2 separate regions of the Macaca mulatta genome follow, and region 2 is linked to region 1. The links are chromatin contacts, called in public Hi-C maps. All regions are on one chromosome and are shown on one strand. Each heading gives the region's core, a stretch centred on a gene start, on an enhancer-like site or on the middle of the called end of the contact. The rest is flanking DNA. Distances are from core to core; before and after follow the strand shown. Region 1 holds the start of APTX (aprataxin). Region 2 holds the start of NDUFB6 (NADH:ubiquinone oxidoreductase subunit B6).

Region 1 (4,845 bases), core at 894-3,393:
TACCTAGAGTGGTCAGACTCATGAAAACTGTAAGTAGAATGGTGGTTGCCAGGTGTTGGGGGAGGAAAAATAGGGAGCTATTTAATTGATACGGAGTTTTTTTTTTTCTTTTTTTTTGAGACAGAGTGTTGCTCTATCGCCCAGGCTGGAGTGCAGTGGAGTGATCTCGGCTCACTGCAACCTCCACCTCCCGGGTTCAAACAATTCTCCTGCCTCAGCCTCCCGAGTAGCTGGGACTACAGACGAGTTCCGCCACGCCAGGCTAGTCTCGAATTCCTGACCTCAGGTAATCCGCCTGCCTTGGCCTCCCAAAGTGCTGTAATTACAGGCATGAACCACTGTGCCTGGCCGAGTTTCAGTTTTTCAAGATGAAAAAGTTCTGGTGATTAGTTGCATGACAATATGAAGTTCCTGATAGTCTTAACTGCCTGCCATACATTTAGCTATGCATTGTGCTGCGTGATCTTGCTTTTCTGGCCACTAATACACTATAGACAATGGACTAGGCCTAACAAGCAGGACATGGAAACTCTGCCCAATTTTGCACATTATATAGTGAATAATGTAATTAGAATGATCCAGTTCAACTTTTGGATGCAGGACACACAAAGGCAGGTCAAAGAAGCACTCTTAACTGAGAGGGATGCTTAATTCTGAGGGAACAACAAAACTGGTCATGTCACCCGAGTTGCCTCTTTTTATCTTAAGCAGTTGTGAACAACATTCCTCAGCTGTAAGGCCTGTGTGGCTGCTGAGATGCTGCTTGTGTTTTCCCACTTCTTCATATGACCCTAATATAAACCTGCATCTTCTCTGCTAACAAAAGCAAGCCTGTCTTCTGTGTTTCTTGGAACATCCTCCCACCTTCTGTCTTGAAAGCTCTAATAGCTCCATCATACTGTTAAGTCTCTGCTTTTCCATGGAAGGAAACAATACTCCACCTTGATAAAGAATGTGACTCCGTAAGTCTCAATTTTGTTAAAGAAAAAAAAATTCAATGATACTTGCTGAAGCATGGTAAGGAGGACTTTATTCAGGAACTTCATGATAGGTATATAGAGCTCACTGCAACAGGATTTTTCAGTGGAAGAGAGATTGGGCTCAACTCCGAACAGCAGCATGGGCAATTGGGAATTTATGGCCAAGGAGCTGTGTAGGGGTCAGTGGATGGAAAATTACTAAGAGGAAACATCAGGAGTAAAGGAGATTCTGGCTAAATAGACCTAATAGGATTCTTGCTGGAGACAGGCCAACGTAATCAGACATCACCTGGGGGATGGTGGCGACTAAGGAACCTGATCAGATATTGAGAATAACCACATAAGGCGGGGTGGTGGTGGTGGTTCTTGCTAAACTGACTTAGCCAGGGTCTGTGCTAAAACTGGATTTTACAGGGCAGTGCACAGATGGGCCTAGCAGAAAATTCAGAAACGTAATTCAACCAAAGAATCTTTGCCAGTGTGTTGTATTTGAGAAAAATTATAAACTATACTTTTACCAACGAGATAGGGATTGTACCTTCTGCTAAAATGCCTTTGAATAATTGCAATATGATTCTTAGGGAACGTTCTGGAATTGCTGTAAAAAATCAGTACACGCATCTTATCCCTGCATCCTGCTTTTTTTTCCTCCGGATTGCCCCTCAGTTCATTTAGTGTAGACAGCACTACAAAAATCTTAGCGGGTTTCCCCATTCTGTGCAGGTTCTCCATTCTTTCCTCCCTGCACAAGGGAGAAAGCGGACTATAGTTTAAAAAGCAAGTGGCAGTGCTACAGCAGGTTGTCTGCAGCAGTAGAGATGGCCTTAAAGGTTGTGAACATCTCCTTATGGAGTATCGAGAAGCTGCACAGCCACCTAGAAACGTCCACAGAGGGACTTGGTCTGAAATGTCACCCAGTTCAGAGACTGTGAGGCAGTGACAGGCGAGTGGCCCTCAGAGCGATGGTGAGAGAGCTGGTTCCTACAGGCATAACTGCCACGATCCTCACTTGGACGACGGCCCAGGGAGAACCCAATTGGGGCGGACGCTTTTTGATCTGGGAACTGGGCAAGATTCTTTCAGCCAATCCGTTAGAGAGGTGCTGCTGACATCACTGGCCGCGCTCCAGTCGACTTCTGATGTCATCCCGCAGCGCCGGAAGCGGCGAGGCACAGATGAGTAACGTGAATTTGTCCGTGTCCGACGTCTGGAGGTAAGGCGGTGGTCAGCCTATCTTCTCTGCTGGCTGGGCTCAGTGCCGCGGGTGAGCGTTAGGCCGAGGCTGCTCCTACCCTTGAGTGATGTGCCTTGAATGACGCTGCTTTCATTCGCTGCTCTCGCAGCTGCTTTCTCTGTCCTCCCGTCCTACTCCCTTGGGCTGTTTCAGCGGGCGCTCCTGTTGGTCTTCGACCCACTTTGTGTTTGTTCACGTGTGCTTCCGACACCTGTACGTACCTTGCTCACAACACCAGCAGAAAAAATATTAGAGAGTAGGCCCTGGCCAACCAAGGAGGCGGCCCAGTTTGTCGGGAAGGACAGCGTTTCCGCTAGAAATGCTTCGTGAAAGGCACTTGAGGGACCTTAGCAGCATCCTCAACAGGCCTTGTAGGAATGCCAGAAGAAGCAATCCTTGGCCGGGCGCGGTGGCTCATGCCTGTAATCCCAGCACTTTGGGAGGCCGAGGCGGGCGGATCACCGGAGGTCGGGAGTTCGAGACCAGCCTGACCGACATGGAGACTCCCCGTCTCTACTAAAAATACAAAATTAGCCAGGTGTGATGACACATGCCTGTAATCCCAGCTACTCGGGAGGGCAAGACAGGAGACTCTCTTGAACCCGGGAGGCGGAGGTTGCAGTGAGCCGAGATCGTGCTGTTGCACTTCAGCTTGGGCATGCCAAGAGCGAAACTCCGTCTCAAAAAAAAAAAAAAAAAAAAAAAGCCTTTCCCCATACATACCAGTGATAGTGGCTCAACATAGCAGGGATGAAATTTCTATTTGGAATTACTGTGGTCTAGGTTTGGAACTTTTTGGGATTGTTCATATGCGAGACAATACAGATTTGTGCTCGTTCTTCTTATACAGTTATTGCTTTTCTTTCTGTCTTGTCTTGTCTTCTCTTGTCTTTTTGAGACAGAGTCTCACTCTGTTACCCAGGCTGGAGTTCAACGGCACGATCTCGGCTCACTGCAACCTCCGCCTCCCGGGTTCAAGTGATTCTCCTGTCTCAGCCTCCCAAGTAGCTGGGATTACAGGCGTGTGCCATGACGCCTGGCTAATTTTTTGTATTTTTAGTAGAGATGGGGTTTCACCACAGTTATTGCTTTCAAATGATCTTTTTATATGTCCACAGCTCCTGCTTGCCCTACCTTCACTATTAACAACAGCAATAATAGTGTTGAATGCTTTTTATCAGACACTGAGCTTTACATACTTTGTCCTTTAGCTCTTGTGACAATCCCATGGTGCAGAGCAATTGTTAATACCCCTTGACACTTGAGGGAATGAAGACTTGGAGAGGTTAAATAACTTGCCCCAAGTCACACAGCGAGTAGGTGGTAGAACCAATATTTGAATTCAAGCAGTCCGACTTCAGAGGCCTTGATCTTCGCCACTGTTCTATATTGTTTTTCTTCGACTGTCCGTTAAGTTCCCAGACACCTACTCTTTGTTACCTTTTATTTTATGGAGAAAATTAGGGTCATGAGACGTGCTTTCCCTCACATTTCTGCCTCTGCTTTCCTTTTTAAAGTCATCAAGATTTATACCCTTTACTTTTCCTTTTGTCTCAGAGGATGAATTGTCTTTCTAATCAAAGCAATTTCTTTGTATTTGCTTCTGATATTTTATGCTGTCACTTATGATACCTTGTTTTCATTTGTCATTTCTGTCTTCCAGTCATGTATAAACAAGGCCAGGTTTCTCAGATCTCTGACAATTCCCCCTGCCGAAGAAAGAAAAAGTCCTTGGTGATCCATTTTAACTTTAGCTGTCATCCAATAACTTTCTTTCCCTTTATATCTAAACTGTTTTAATGAATATTCTAAACTCTGCCTCCATTTCCTCACCTTTTGTTTCCTTCTGTATCTAGCTCTCAGACCCATCATTCCCCTGAAATTTCACCCCAAGGTTACCAGTGACTGATTATCAAACCAGGTAGACATTTTCCAATTATTGCTGGATCTCTTTGCTGCTTTTGGAACTTGGTCATCCCTCTTACTCCCTTCTTCTTTGCTTTACATGTCAGTGCTCTCAGATGATTTATTCAACAAGTATTGATTGGGATACAGAGATGAACAAGGCAGATAAAGTGTTTTCTCTTAAGGAATTTACATTCTAGCTGTTCTTCATGTGCCTTTCTTACCAGTCATTTCTGCTATGGGTAGTCATTTTCCTCCTTCCCTAAATGTTGGGTGTTTCTGTTGTTTGTTACTTTGGCATATGAGCAATGAAAAACCGTTATTTTCATTCTGTACACATTGCCTGAGTGAACCCATCAGCTGGCTTGGTTTTAACAACTTCCTACATGCTCCCAAATTGAAGTTGTCAGCTTAGACCTCTCTGAGCTTTACCCTCACCTCTGACTATCCTGCTGGACATCTCTGCCTGCAAGTCCCACAGACACTTCAAATTCAGATGACTGAAACTGAACTCAGCGTCTTTCCTGGACTTAACTCTTACCACATTCATCACTAAGTCCTGATAGTTTTAGCCGCTAAACGTCTCTCAAATCTATGCAGTCTTCTCCATCTCTCTGTTGTCCTTTTATCTGCGATATCATGGCCTTCTAACTGATGTCCCTGCTTCTAGGCCTATTCCCCCATATCTGTTCTCCACAGTACTCCCCTCCACTCCCAGATGGTCTT
Region 2 (4,682 bases), core at 2,028-4,527, 430 kb after region 1:
AAGCTAGCTTTGGAATACAAAGTCACTTTCTTTATACCAGACCTCGCTCTTGTTAACTGGACTCTACAAGTATTGAGTGACTAAACCTGTGTTTCAGTTACAATTACTTATAATACTTAATACAATGTCAATACTCTGTCAATAGTTGTTATGCTGTATTGTTTAAAATTCATATTACTTTTTATTGGTTTTTTTTTTCCTGAATAGTTTCTATCTGTGGTTGGCTGAATATGTAATTGTGGAACCCACAGATACAGAGAACTGACTATTTGCCCTTTTTATTTTACCCTTATAAAGTCTCATTCTCTCACAAATATACATGGGGATTTTCAGAGGCTATACGATGTGTTACACTATCATGGAATGCAGAGCAGTTATAACAATTCTGCTGTCATTTGTGAAGCAAGACATTAAAGACATTTACAAAAATGTAAAACAATGGCATTCTTCTCACTAATTTTTTAATAAGTACATTGTTACTTTAAAATTTTTAATTTCTAATGCAGTAAACATCAATAGATTTAACCCACATAAACAAAATCTCTTTGGGATCTCCAACAATTTTTAAGAATTTGAAGATTTCTTGGAAGCAAAACTTTTGAGAACTGCTGCTTCAAGCAGTCCTAGTCCCTTTCAATGGAAAATGTACATGAAAGATCACAATCTAAGAACAAAAGATGCTCATGATTACTGGTTTGGCAATTTCTTCTAGGCCATTATCAACAGGCAGAGCTAAGACAAAATGATATACATTTTTTAAGATAAAATACAATATGAGTTCATACTGATTCTTTCTGTTCATAATTTAAGACTATAGGATTTTTACTTAAACACATATAATTTATATACATATCTCCTTTCTCCCATACCAAAAAATACCAGTTTTTAGAGTACTCATGTAAACAGTTATTTTCAGTGTCAGATTAACAATACCACGATCAACACCACTATCCCCGATATGATTACTTAAAACAGGTTAAGATTTTTTTAAGTTTTTCTTTGTCTTTGCAGGTTATCTCACTGTAGATTTACAATAATTCAGTGGTTTAAATTTATAGTTGATCTTTGAAAAAAACAGGTTGAACTTCAAGGGTCCATCATATGTGGATTTTCTTCTGTCTCTGGCACCCCAAGACAGCAAAACCAACCCCTCTCTTTGCCTCCTTATGATTTTCTTAATAACAGTTTATTTTTTCTGGCTTACTTTATTGTAATAATATAGTATATAGTACATATACAAAATGTGTGTTAGTTGACTGTATGTTATCAGTAAGACTTCTGGTCAACAGTAGGCTATTAAGTTTTCGGACAGTTGAAAGTTATATGTGGATGTTTGAGTGTGCCGAGTGGAGGGGACTGGCACTTCTAACCCCATAATTGTTACAAGGGCTATTGTATTTAGAATGATGTGTACCTTTGAGATTACGCCACCAAGTGGACCAGTTAGAGCTACTGGTTTTTACTTGATTTTTTTATGGACTGCTTTTTGTAAATTTAATTTTGTTTTATAATGATATTGCTAAAATTAAAATTTTAGAAAAATTAAATTTAGCAGAAATTAATTGAGCAATGACTAATTTGAGAATCAGACAGCCCTCAGAACAACAGGAGGTTCAGAAAGTATCGTTCCACAAAGAGGCCAGGCAGCACTCATAGAAAAAAAACAGAAATGAGATACGGAAACAGCTTGATTGGCTACAGGTTGGCCTTTGCCTTATTTGAACATGGGCTGATCAGTCGACCACCTGTGATGATTGACTGAGACTCAGTTATTTGTTACAGAAGTATATTCCTAAGTTAAGCTGTGAGTTAAATTGCATACTAAGTTGGGTTGCAGTTCATTATATAAGGGCTCAAAATAGGGAGACATCTTTAAGCTAAATTTAGTTTCACAATGTGAAATATTTACTTGGTTCTAAAGTCAAATGTATGAAGTAAGATGTTTCCAGATTCTATCCCTGTCTCCTCTATCCTATTTATTTCCTCCACCATAGGTAACATCTTAAAAAACCTCAATTGTTTTCTTTCCCATTATTTTGAAATTTTAAGAAAATATGTATATATATTGAAATTACCACCATCTTTCTCTTTTTGGGTAAAAGCATACTGTATAAATTCCCATCCATTTTTTTTTTTTCACTTTATAATGTATCCTGGAAATCACACCACAGATGTATATAGAGTTCTTCCCCATTACTTTTCTCAATTATATTAGCATTTCATTGCTTTGTTGTGTGAAAGTTTTTGGGAAGCCACTGTTTTGGACTAGCCTCATGCACTAGGCCCCAGCAGACCAGACCAAATCAGAATGGAGTCGTTTGTGCTAAGTACAACGTAATCAAACTGAACTTTGAAATGGGCCAGTTTTCCAAAAAATGGGAAATTCCCCTAAGCCTGAGTCAGTGAAACAAGGAAGTTCCTTCTGCTTTAACTCTAAGAGAAAAATAACTTTGAAACGACGAGTCTGCTTTTTGTTCTGTTTCTGCTTTCTTCAGCCCCTATTTGCCAATAAAACCAACCGCCTCTGCTCAGCTGATCAGAACACTCATTCTACTTTATAGAATGGGGTGTTTTCTGAGTCTAGAATCACAAATAAGAGTCAATTAAGATTTTTAAACTAATTCATTGTAACGCTGTCTTTCGACTGTTGTACTATAATTTATTCAAGCATTCCTTTATTTAGGAATTTGGGGGTAATTTCCAATATTTTGGTATTACGAATCATGCTGAATAGTCGTGCATGCCCTTTCATATTTTCACCACACGTATTTTTGGGTGAAAGCATGAATGCATCCATGCAAGATTTTGCTAGATATTAAGCTACTCTTTTCACTATTTCTGTACAGATGGAGGGACAGATGAGACAGCTGCCTGGGGCACTTCAGCAGTTACTGGCACAGCTGGGATTTGAACTTGGATGTTAACTATTTTCATACACTCTCTAGGTCATTCCAAGGTGGCAGAGACAAGCAAATAATTTCGTATCTGGACAGCATATTCACTGAAACACTTATGCGTATCCTTCCTGCTCCCAGCATACAAGTTCTTCCTTAGCAAAACCTCCAGTCCTCTAATTTAGCATACTTTCGTCTAATCTGTCACTTTCCTCAGGCCTCAAAACTAAGAGCACTCCTCGTCCCCACCCGGTAATAATCTGGTCGGGTATAGCGGCGGTGGGCGGAGAGAGAATTGGAGGTGGAGAGCTTTGCGCATGCCCGGACACTTAGGACTCTGGGGCCCCTGCAGAGGCAGGACCAGGATGTGACGTAATAACCGCGCGCGGCGCCCGGCGTTCCCACAAGGTCGCTTTGCAGAGCGGGAGCGAGCTTAAGTAACTAGTCCCTAGTGCGAGGGTGGGTCGTGTCCTTTTGCCTTGGTACCAGCGGAGACATGACGGGGTATACTCCGGATGAGAAACTGCGGCTGCAACAGCTGCGAGAGCTGAGAAGGCGATGGCTGAAGGACCAGGAGCTGAGCGCTCGGGAGCCGGTGCTGCCCCCACAGAAGATGTGGCCTATGGAGAAATTCTGGAATAAGTTTTTGGAGAATAAATCCCCTTGGAGGAGAACGGTGAGTGACAGACCTCTCCGGTCCCCCCTCAACACACCCCACCGCGGCCAGCAGCCCGGACACTGAACGTCCGCTCCCTGCAGCCACACCAAGGACTGATAACCGCTCCGTGCTGGGAAACACTGGCCAGTCCCGAGAGCGCTCCTGGAGTCCCGGGAGGCAGGAGTCCGGGAATATGTATGGCTTTGAGAGAATCATGCCTTTTATTGTCAAGTACAGTGAGACGGGGGCGAATTTTAATACTTAGGTTTTCCAGGACGCTGCACATTTGGTTCTCTTTTGACTGTAGAAATCTTCCCTCAGAATAATAGCCAAGGACTCGCTAGAATTAAAATTCTGTGATTTAAGTATTTGAGGACACTTGTCTAACTTTTAAGTGTGACGTTCTAGAGATCAAGTAACACAGTATCCAACTACCAGAGGGCACAGCCAGCCCTTAGCTGGTAGTACAGCCCCATGTGATCCCCGTAAAAGACAGGGTCCTGTTGGTATGCCTTGTGAGTCACATTCAAGAGCTACCTTTCTAAACTACCGTTCTGTACTTTTAACACAGGGTTTCGTTAAAAAATGACATTTTGGACTTTGAAGAAAATCACTCATTCAAGAAATTTATTTTCAAGGCCTCTGGGTATTTTCTTGAGGTCTGTTATGGGTGATAAACATCTCAGAATTGCTTTCAGTTACCTACAACACTTACTGATAATAGTAGTAATAATACTAAGTAGCACCTGGGTGCTTGCTGTGTACTTGGCACTCTACTGAGGGTTTTACAAATGTTACTTCATTTCTTTATTCCTGCAAGGTAGATATTCCTAATCCTCACTTTAAATGTGAAGAAACTGAGGCCTATAAAGATTCAGTGATTTGCCGGTGGTCAGGGAGCTAGGAATTGAAGGAGTTCATATTGAAATCAACATGTACCTATTTCTTACTGTACTACAAAGTCTAGTGCAATAGAATTGTTGAAAATTTTTTCTGAGAAAGTGGTATTGGATACTTATTTATGGTGGTAAAATTCAACTCTTCTCTCACCCTTTGTATCCCTGACATTATCGGGATATTGGCAGTCACTGATTTAAGTTGACATCCCATCCATCAGCCAGTGATAAAAG

What was found. Hi-C and Micro-C count contacts between places; a contact is called where the count stands out from the background.
Region 2: a contact with region 1 is called in a Hi-C map of fetal cortex germinal zone, with 4 times the contacts expected there. The contact joins the promoter of NDUFB6 here to the promoter of APTX in region 1. A contact is called at or near these places in 2 of 14 Hi-C or Micro-C datasets (fetal cortex germinal zone and fetal cortical plate).

What each region holds. Positions count from the first base shown.
Region 1 is chr15:66,370,644-66,375,488 of T2T-MMU8v2.0, forward strand. It overlaps APTX (aprataxin), which reads left to right and starts at 2,144. Exons shown (of 8, transcript NM_001266434.1): 1 at 2,144-2,193. The coding sequence starts at 2,156.
Region 2 is chr15:66,799,819-66,804,500 of T2T-MMU8v2.0, forward strand. NDUFB6 (NADH:ubiquinone oxidoreductase subunit B6) reads left to right here and starts at 3,278. Exons shown (of 4, transcript NM_001260997.1): 1 at 3,278-3,570. The coding sequence starts at 3,391.